Linked DNA regions of Mus musculus: all the other regions are linked to region 2. The links are chromatin contacts, called in public Hi-C and HiChIP or PLAC-seq maps. All regions are on one chromosome and are shown on one strand. Each heading gives the region's core, a stretch centred on a gene start, on an enhancer-like site or on the middle of the called end of the contact. The rest is flanking DNA. Distances are from core to core; before and after follow the strand shown.

The links. A called contact is a pair of places that touch in the nucleus more often than the background predicts. HiChIP or PLAC-seq counts read pairs in DNA pulled down with a chosen protein or histone mark.
Region 1: a contact with region 2 is called in an H3K4me3 HiChIP or PLAC-seq map of pro-B cells, with 7 times the contacts expected there. The contact joins the promoter of Tmem170b here to the promoter of 5033403F01Rik in region 2. A contact is called at or near these places in 3 of 39 promoter capture datasets (embryonic stem cells, hippocampal neurons and liver) and 1 of 115 datasets of contacts at active chromatin or transcription factors (pro-B cells).
Region 3: a Hi-C map of CD8 T cells shows a contact between it and region 2, with 5 times the contacts expected there. The contact joins the promoter of Smim13 here to the promoter of 5033403F01Rik in region 2. A contact is called at or near these places in 2 of 39 promoter capture datasets (cranial neural crest and hippocampal neurons) and 1 of 484 Hi-C or Micro-C datasets (CD8 T cells).

The regions. Positions count from the first base shown.
Region 1 is chr13:41,604,077-41,607,302 of GRCm38.p6, forward strand. Tmem170b (transmembrane protein 170B) reads left to right here and starts at 1,806. Exons shown (of 3, transcript NM_001163572.2): 1 at 1,806-2,236. The coding sequence starts at 2,140. It overlaps Gm32184 (a long non-coding RNA gene), which reads right to left and starts at 2,000. Exons shown (of 3, transcript XR_382252.4): 1 at 1,483-2,000.
Region 2 is chr13:38,958,856-38,962,194 of GRCm38.p6, forward strand. 5033403F01Rik (RIKEN cDNA 5033403F01 gene) reads left to right here and starts at 1,764. Exons shown (of 3, transcript NR_131019.1): 1 at 1,764-2,367. Slc35b3 (solute carrier family 35, member B3) reads right to left here and starts at 1,682. Exons shown (of 10, transcript NM_134060.4): 1 at 1,577-1,682.
Region 3 is chr13:41,247,751-41,251,110 of GRCm38.p6, forward strand. It overlaps Smim13 (small integral membrane protein 13), which reads left to right and starts at 2,094. Exons shown (of 2, transcript NM_001135577.2): 1 at 2,094-2,564. The coding sequence starts at 2,489.

The DNA.
Region 1 (3,226 bases), core at 556-3,055, 2.6 Mb after region 2:
TTCAAACAGCTTGCCCTGTACTGTTTGCTATACAGCCCTTGATAGACTCTAGCTGATCCTGCAACTGCTTCTGCCTAGGGCAGCAGTTTTTCCTGGCAGCCTAGTAGTAGGATGGGTGTTGCTGATACAAAAGGGACCTCTGTGTAGTTGGTGCAACCACAGCCCTCCATTAGCATGAGTGATTTTCTGCGGTTGTTACAAACATCTCTTCTTTGGCTAGTTAAGCAGGTTTTCTGGTTCATTTTGTAAGCTGACGACAGGAGAGTTTAACATGTCCTTCGGAGGCTTGGCTATATCTGTCAGTGAATGTGCTCATGTTACCTAATAATGTTAAATCCCTTCGCAGCACCATGAGGTTAACTTCCCATTCTGAACTTTAATTCAGACTAGAAAGATAGGACATATACTATGGCTGCCAGGAAGAATTTAAAAAAATAGGAGAAGAAGAAGAAGAAGAAGAAGAAGAAGAAGAAGAAGAAGAAGAACAACAACAACAACAACAACAACAAAGAAAGAAATGAAGCCCCTTCTTTATCTAAAATGAATTTGATGTTAAACTCATTTATGTCTGATAGTCTATACTCCTGAATTGACATTTAATTCAGCCATTGAACCCTACACCATAGTAGGTTTTAGTACGGTTCCTCTTAATGACGCCCAAACTTTTTTCTATATTGTGGGAGCAAAACAAAAACATGCATAAATATAAACCTGCATATACATTATTGTCATTTTTAAGGTGCTCACCAAAAGCAACAATATTTAGGCAATTCGAATCTTCAGTTACTGGGCAAAAACACTTGATTGGCTTAGCTATTCTTTCTTCACTTCCTTCTGTAAACTTTAGCAGCAGAGTATTTGGAAAAAGATGGAATTGGGCGAGGGGGATGGGGTGAGGAGCACTAACGTTTTTTATGCAAACACGATTTTTTTTTTTTTAATTTCAAGTTAAAAGGTTTCAAACATCAAGGAAGACTGTAACTAGCATAACTGGAGTTAAGATGCTTCTGAGGCTGACCTTGGATTTGAAGGACAGGGAGACGAAGCTGAGTTAGTTTAAGTGCTGGGGAGATTCACAATTTTAGATGAAAAGAGTCCTATCTGGAAGAAGCGCTAGAGCCAGCCTTGGCCAGGAGGATTCATTCGGACACCTACGGGGCCCTGCGTCAATAAGTGGTTTCAGATCCTGCAGCTAAGGGGAGTTCGTATTTTACTGCTGGCCGGCCAGAAGACTGGCTGAAATGACAAAGAGGATCTATTTCTGTTTTAGTAGATTTAGCAAAGGGAGGGGCGTATCCAGGTCACTGGACGCACTCTCAGACAACCCTACAAATGAAATCTTGAGCATTTACACCTTTGCAAAAAGTTGCTCGCAGACGCCCTCACGGAGAGGGAAGGATCTGGAGCAGCGAAGCGCAGGCTCCAAAAATCCTGGCAGCTCCCGGGACCTATACACAGCTCTCTCATCCCCGCCCAGCTCACCGGTTTCAGGTTTCCGGGGGCGCGCAGTCAGGAGGGGGCGAGGGGCTTGGAGTCTGTTCCCTCGGAGCAGCCAATGAGCGGCGAGACCCAGCGGTGGCGCCAGTGACGTAGGTGGCGCTCCCTCCGCCCCACTGCGGGCGGACGCTGGGAGCCGACGACAGCCTGAGCTCCCGGGTGCCTAGGGCGGCGCGCGCGCGCGCGCGAGGAGCGGGGGGGAGGCAGTGCGCGTGCGCAGCCGCTCACCCCCGGGGAGGCGGGGCCGAGGAGCGGACACGCGCATGCGCGCGCCCCGGGGCGGTCGCGGGCGGAGGGGGCGGCTCCTCGAGTGTTGGCTACCCAAAGGCCGAGCGGCAGGCGGGCGGCAGGTGCCGCGGCCGGGCGCCGCTGCCTCGTCGCGCGTCCCCGCGATGAGCCTCGTCTCGCGGCCTGCCCCTGCCGGCTGCCGCTCCGCGCGGGCCTCACGGCGTGACCCGGGCCTCGTGGCGTGGCGGGCCCCCGCGGCGCGACGCGGGCCCTGAGCGGGAGCGGCGGTCCCTCCCGCGGCCCCAGGCCTCGCCCGCCAGCGCTCCTCGATGTCTCCCCGGCGGGGAGGACGCTGCCTGCGACACCCGCCGAGCGGCGCCCCCCGGAGCGCCCCGCTGCCGCCCCGCGGGGACGATGAGGGCGGAGGGCGCCGACCACTCGATGATCAACCTGTCGGTGCAGCAGGTCCTGAGCCTCTGGGCCCATGGCACGGTGCTGAGGAACCTCACGGGTAATGCGCCGGGCGGAGGGAGCGGTGGGGGACCCACTCCACGGGTGTTCGGGGCGTCCGCAAACCCGGCCCGGTGCGGGCCGCTGGAGCACGCGCGAGTCGCGCCAGTGCCCCGACTGGATCACAGTTCATGTTTCTGTCATTAACCCCCCCCCCCCCCCCCGCCTTTCCCCGTGCGCGCGCGCACGCACATACACCGCTTCTTGCAGTTTCGATCTTTTTTAGTCTTTCTTTCCTGGTTTAGCCCTTTTTCTTGCTGACAGATGTCAAACCAATTGCAGTACTCCTATTGCCTGCTCACCGTGATCACGGTGGACCGACCGTTCGTTCCTTTATTTGTTGAGAGAGAGAGAGAGATATGACTAAGTAGATAATAGCGGGGTCAGGGGCTGGACCAAGGTCTAGAGCAGTCGAAACAGTTGTCTTCTCTGCTATTTCCTTTTGTCTGGCTGTCTCCTGGCTTCAAGTTGCTGTATTTGTGAAATTGGAGAATTCTGTGTATTTCCCTTCATTAATCAATGTGATTGGGAATGGGGTTTAGCTACGTTATAGCATCAGGTTGTCAGAGTAAGCATTAGTACACATAATATGATTTCATATGCAGGTTTGCTTGTGAAGAAACTTCTGGTTTTCTCAGTGTGGAAGTGCTTAAACTCTTTTGAGTTCCGAGTTTTAAAAATAGCGTCTAAAGAGTAATATTGACTGGAAAGCAGTAGGGTCAACAGTTTGACTCCGGAGTAGCTGCTTTTGTGAAACCACAACCAAAACCCCAAACAAAAACTCAGTTCTTTAAAATGTCTTAACTCCAATTGAACGTTACTATTTCAAAATCTGTGTGATAGCAAATTAATAGTATGTAGTATACTTATAGGCAAAATCTGGCATGATACAGGGTTCATATGTTCAAGGAGAAAAATATAACGGCATTGCGTACCACCCAGATAAATTTTCAGGTTGCTTAATTCCTTACTTATGAAAACCACACCAGTA
Region 2 (3,339 bases), core at 514-3,013:
GGGGGGGGGGGGGGGGGGGGGGAAGGAGCCTGAACTACACAGAGAATTTAACACAAGGCTGGGCTACAGAGATCTTGTCTCCAAACAAACAAACAAAAGCTCAAGAACAGGATTACAAGTTTTCAAATCAAATAGCCAACATCTTGCTTTGCTTTAGAGACTCATAATACCCTCTGAAACTAGAACAGAAAGAAGTTGTGGAAGTGGATTGCTGCCTTGGGTCTCTTCTTAAAGCGCAACAGACACTTGGCACATTGCAGGGAGACATAACGGCTAAAATGGAGGTCAAAGAAGTGCTTAGAGTAAGTAAACACATACTGTGTGTGCACACACACAATCGGAAACAGGTGATGTTGCCTTACAATGACACACTGAAATAAAAGCTTATTTCTTTATACAAGTCTGTGTGTCTATGCCACAGATGGCAAGCAAGGGTCAGAAGACAACTCCTGGGAACTGGTTCTCTGTCATTTCACCTTATTGGTTCTGGGCTTGGCCACAGGCTTGGCCTCAGGTGCTCTTACCTGTCAGCTTGCTGGCCTCACCTTATCTCTTAACCTAGTCTTTTTTTTTTTTTTTTTTTTAATGTGAAGGAGGTACGCTTTCTATTACAAAGCTGGAATGGGAGGAAAACTTATCATGTGCACAGCCTGGAAAAGTCCCAGCTTCGCCAGAAACCTGCAACGCTCTAGTAACAATCATGTCTTCACAACTGGGTTCCAGGTGTGGGATAAGATCAAAGAGCAGAAAAACAAGATTGTGATTTCTCCCATACCTTATCACACAAAAGGGTGAGAGACTGGTGATTTCCGAAACTCTATTCCCCTCAAGGGCTAACAATAGGATTTAAAGTAGACTTTAAGCAGAAGTAATGCTATCTAAAATATTTTTCAAACGTTGTCAGTGTCTTTCCCCTCCAAGTCTCAAACTATCTCAACTCACTTGTAACAGAAATGTTTAACTAAAATTCGGGATTCTGATAATCTACTGTAGAAGTAACGCAGATGTAATTCATTCAAACACAAAAAACCAACCAAACAAAAAAACTCAAAACAAACAACTCATGATAGTAAACTAACAAAATCTTTCAGTGTTTTTCCCAAAGAAGAGAAAAGGAAGGAGGAAAGAAGGAAGACACGGAAAGATAGACAGACAAGGTAGGAAGAAAGAAAGGAGAAGAGAATTCAGCTGTAAAGCCCGAAAGAACGTACAGGGATTTCAGCGACATAAACTTAGCAGCCCTGCAAGAACAGTCAACTCGCTGCAAGGCAAACAGTCACCAGGTAACGGAGAGAGCGGACACAGACCCGGAAATGACTCTGAACTGCAAAAACAGCCAAGGGAATCCGAGAGACCAAGTCTCTGAGCACAGAGAGCAGGGTAGAGGAGGGGTCCGGCCCGGGGGTTCTCAGGCCAACAGGGAACGATGCTCTTCCCGGAAGCGCGCGCCCCGACCACCCCGACGGCGGCGGCGTCCACCTTCTCTGTTGACACGGTGTGGGAGCCCACCCGAGTTCTGCCTGACGACGCCTGGCCGCGCAGCAAGACCCCCACCTCCCAGCTCCGCCGCTGTCACCTCCTCGGTCTCCGTCTCCGCCTCCGGGTCTGCTCCCGCGACGGCCGCCTCGGCCGCCACCTCCCCGGAAGGTCTTCACACGCCGGACCCTGCGCGCCACTTCCGCCTAGGCGTCTCTGTGCGCGTGCGCCGGCGCGCGGCTCCGCCCCTTCGCCCTCCCCACCCCCTCGGCTGTTTCTACCTCTCCACCCTGCTCCTGCGTGCTCTGAGCAAGGGTCCTGTCCATCTCGTGGCTTCTGCGACCCAGTTGACTTCACATCCGCGATCGTGAGCCGGGGCGTGTGAAGGATGCCAAGGTTTAGAGTGCTCGAGCCGGATCTCAGCAGCCTGAGGTTCCCTTTCCCCAGCCTCCACCTTTTGATTCAAAGGGATGAAGTTGCTTCTCAACTACTTTCCTGTCCCAGTTCTCCGGACTCACTCCTACCCTTCTGGCCAAGGTGGACTGAAGAAACAGGAAGCCTGCGTCACATGCCCTTACAGTGATGATGGTTTGTAATTGGCCAGAAATGAACCAGGATTGTGTTGACATGCCACTCACTGCTTGAAATGTAAATCCCTGGCTTGGAGTCTGACAAATGTTATAAAATCTCTGATATTTGATCGCCAAATATCATAAATTATTCCACATTGAGAGCTACACTTACAGTTACTGAGATACAATGAAGAAAATGCCAAGATGGGCTTGGCGATAAGGATTATTACGATTACCTTAACCGGAATAGTATTCAAGAGTCTGCTTTGAAAAGGGGTGAATAGTGTCAACAGAAACGTTACAATCCGGTCAGATGTGTGTAAGTTTTAAAATTTCACAAGAATTAGGCATTGGGAAGCATTTATGCCTTAGGAGAGAATCTCTGAAGTGGTGAGGGAAAAGGTCCAGCTAGACATTTTAAAAATACCAGCCTTGCTAAGCCAGTTTTGTATGAAAGTTGAAACTTTAAAAAAAGGGGAGGAAAGAAAAAATCCTAAAGAGAATAACAAAGCCCATTTAGACATTTAGAGATGTCATTCTATGGCTCAACAATAGCAAATAGTAGCAGTAAAACAACTGTCAGCCAAGAAGGAACATTATTTATCAAACACCTGTTGAATGTGCCTATGTGTAGGGTCATATGCATAATTTATAAGTAGCTTATATGGACTTCCAGCCCTTAAGGAGTTATAGGACATAGGTGAGAAGGTAAATGGTAATATAAATCTGGAATACAAGAGGGGTTAAGGTCCACCCACTCTTGCTTAGGCAATCACAATAGCCTAGCTGGCTTCTATTATCTTTTACTTCCTTACAGCCTAATTCTGCCCAAGAGCAGGATTTGATGCTGCTTTGCTCTCAATGCTTTAATGGCTTTTACCATCTCATTGAAACCTAAAACCCTCTCCGTGGTTTGCAACTTGTTCTTGATGGGTCATATCCAAACAACACTTTAGAATTCATCTAACCCCCGTCAGGCACGACATGCCTCACTTTGCTTTGCTTTTCCTATTCCTTTGGTGTGGCACATTGCCCTCAGATATGTCCACTGGGAATGAAAACCAAGCATTTACCAACTGTTACCGTGGAATTAGGGATGAGGTGAGTGAGAGAGTAAGCAGGTAAGAGCAGCCCTGTTTGCCAATAGGAGCAAGGAAGACTGCAGTTATGGCCAGCCACAAAGCTAGATCCGAAACAGGGTTACCATTGCCTGTGGACTCATGAGGAATGCATACTCTTAATGTGAAGACAAGAAGCGCAGTCTCAGCATGTTGATAGCTTTTGACTAACC
Region 3 (3,360 bases), core at 844-3,343, 2.3 Mb after region 2:
ACTAGGCAGTACACAGTCTAAGCTAGTCTTGACTTCACCGTGTAGACAGGGCTGGCCTTGAACTTCTGACCCTCCTTCTAAGTGCTGCTAATTATGGCGGCACAGATCCAGCCTTTTCAAGTCAGTTTAGATTTCTGTTTCCTTCACTCTTTACCTCTCGTCCATCCACACTAATCCTAATGATTTAATGTGTCCTACATCTTCCCACTTTTCACCAAGCCAGAGACGACTGCTCTCATCCAAACCTTGATTCAATAGTTCCAGGGTAGTTCTGACACGTGCCCAGAGCATCCTGCACATCTGAGATTATTCTTTGCGAGCCACAGTTTTGGAGGATACATTATAATCCACTTGGGAGCTTTACAAAAATCTACTTTGCCTGCTCCTTGCCCTGAAGACTGGCATTCACTCTGTGGGGATAAGAGATGGGCATTTGTAGTTTGAGTTCCTTTTGGTGAGTCAAATGCACATCAGACTTGAGGGGTTGGAAGGGAGGTCAAGTTTATCTGGCTCTTGGGGGCTGCACACACCGCTCTTCCTATGTAGACGCTCTTCCTGTAGGTCTTTCCATGGTTGGATTTTTCACTCAGGACTCAGATCAGATGTTACTTCCTCAGGAAGTTCTTTCTCGATGACTACAATCTCAACACCCCCATGTTCGCCACAGTGCTTTACTTATTTTCATTGGGGATTTGCAATCCTTGCACACCCCTATTTATGTTATTGTCTGTATTGCCATGACTTTTTTTTAAAGATTTATTTATTATTATACATAAGTACACTCTAGCTGTCTTCTGACAGAAGAGGACATCGGATCTCATTACGGATGGTCATGAGCCATCATGTGGTTGCTAGGATTTGAACTCAGGACCTTCGGAAAGGGCAGTCAGTGCCATCTCACCAGCCCCTGCCATGGCTTTATCCTTGGCACCTCAAAGAAGTCCAGAGCACACAGAAGTGTTTGTTGTATGTGAATGAAAGAGAAGGTAAAAAGGTCTGGATTCTTCCTGATTTCTTTTGAACTAGATCTATTCAAATGTATTCCTTTCAACCAGATTGTAAATCAAACGTGCTCCGTTATGCAAGTGAGTTGGATCATCTGCTAAAAATGAATAAGTTGATTTCTAAATTTATTGCATCGAGCTCAACTCTCTCCACAGGAACTGTATATTAAATCTTGCGCAAAGCCAGTAATGCCTTGATGTATTTTTATGCTGCGTCTTAGCTGGAAAGCAGTTTACACAGTAGGGCATCTGGGAATGGCTAGCACAGAGTTGCAGTGGAAGGCGAAAGCCTTGATTTCTCAGGGAGGAAAGGGCTGATCACCTCTTGCGTTAACAGATGTGGCAGAACTGGGAGTTTTAATTTCAAATAGAAAAAAAGGACTTGAGATAAATACCTTGTTTTTCAGAAGTTAGTTCAAGCAAATGTGGCAAAACCTTTGGCTGTTGGCCAGATGTTGCTTGAATTAAAGGAGACAACAGAACGAAACTTGCTAAACAGGTAGGTGAATTAAGAGCACAGATGTCTCTAAGTCACTCACCAGTTACTTCTGAAGCGTACTATCTGTGAAAACACAACACAACATCTGTTGCTGGGGGAGGGGGAAGGCTTTCCAGATTCTGACGTCAGGGGACTTATTTCCTCACAAGTAACTAACCTTTGCCGGGAGCAATAGGTTGGGTTCAAGTACAACCTGTTTTTCAGGCAACAGCCATCCTCTTTTCCCTTTTGCTCACTAAAACCAATTTTGTATTTGAATTAACGGCTGAAATGTAACTGGCACCTCGGCAGGGAGACAGTCCGACGCACAGTCTTGAGAACAAGAATCAGCAGTCTCTAAGTTGGAGGTGGCGGCTCAAGAACACCAAAGGCACAGGGGACGGGAAAGGAGAGCAAGGAGAAGCCGGAGCAGCGTTGACTCCTGGGAGTGGTAGTTCGTTGCTGGGCGGAGACCTGGAGCTCTCGCCGATCTTTGCACTACATTACCCAGCAGGCCTCGCGCAGCGGCTGAGTCGCTGCGGAGTGGGTGCTTGGTGATGAGCTACCGCGGGGGAGGGGGCGGGGAGCGGAGGAGCAGCTGCAGCGGCCTCGGGGAGTGGTTGACATCTGGCGTCTCCGAGGGAGGAGGGGGACCTCGAGTGAGCTGCAGCCAGGGCCTGGCGTTCGCCGCGCCACCTCCAGATCACTCTTTCCCCGCCTCGACGTCCGCCATGGCAGCGCGTCCGTCCGTCGCCGGCCTCTCCGCTCGCCGTGGCTCCGGCTCCCCGGAGCGATGAGGAGGCGGTAGTGGCGTCCCAAGGCCCGCTCCACCAGCGACTCGGTCGCCCCGGCCGGGGGCAGGTCTGAGGGCCGGTCCCGTCGCGGCCCGCCCCCGCACCGCCAAGTTCCGCCCCCTGGGGGCGCTGCCCTCGGGCACCCGCGGTCCATGCCGCCCCGCCGCTCTGCCGCCCGCCGCTGAGCCCGCGCCCACCCCCCAGCTCTCAAAATGTGGCACAACGTGGGGCTGACCCTGCTGGTGTTCGTGGCCACGCTGCTGATCGTCCTGTTGCTGATGGTGTGCGGTGAGTGGGGGGTAACGCCGGGGGCGGTCGGGAAAGCTCGCGTGGACAAGTGTCCACGGTGATCACCTCGGTGGTCTCGGTGGCCACCGGGCTCCCAAGACCGAGTTTAGAGGAGTCATGCCTCTTGCTCAGGGCAGGTCGCCCGGGCATCACGAACCTTCAGGCTCAGCGAACCTTCAGGTCTGGCATCCTGACTCGAGGTAGAAGCACGTTTCTGCTTCCCCGGCAGGTTTGTCCTTGGTTGCCATAATGCCACAGCCTACCCAGATCTTTCACCGTGGCCTGTATTCGAAGGAGCAGTGATCGGTTTCATCTTTTTATTTGGATGTTCTGAACCTAGTGAGAGATTTCATCACCTTTTGGGTTTCCAGCGCACGTGAAGCTGTTTGTTTACTTCCAAGTTCAGGCTTTAACCAAATTCCCAGCCTACTTGATAATGGGCAGAGCCAAAAAAAAAAAAAAAAAAAAAAAAAAAAAAAAAAAACACCACTGGCGGTAATAAACTTCCAGGGTCAGGGAACCTTATCTTGGTTCTGCTGTCCTGGGGCTGTTTGGTCTGCTGCTGTGTACTTCTCTTCCCAGGAGGGAAGGAACGTTAAACTGTTCTCATGGCGTGTTTTCCATCCCTCTTAATTCGTTATGCACATAGCTGATAACCACAGGTCTCAGCCAGGAGACTGAACAATTGTGAGAGTTTGGAGAGTATTTCAAATAAATGACAGTAAGCACTGGTATTTAGAAGACCAAGTATGGGTTTGAAGTGATGGAGTATTGGGTTAAAATTTTATAAATACTG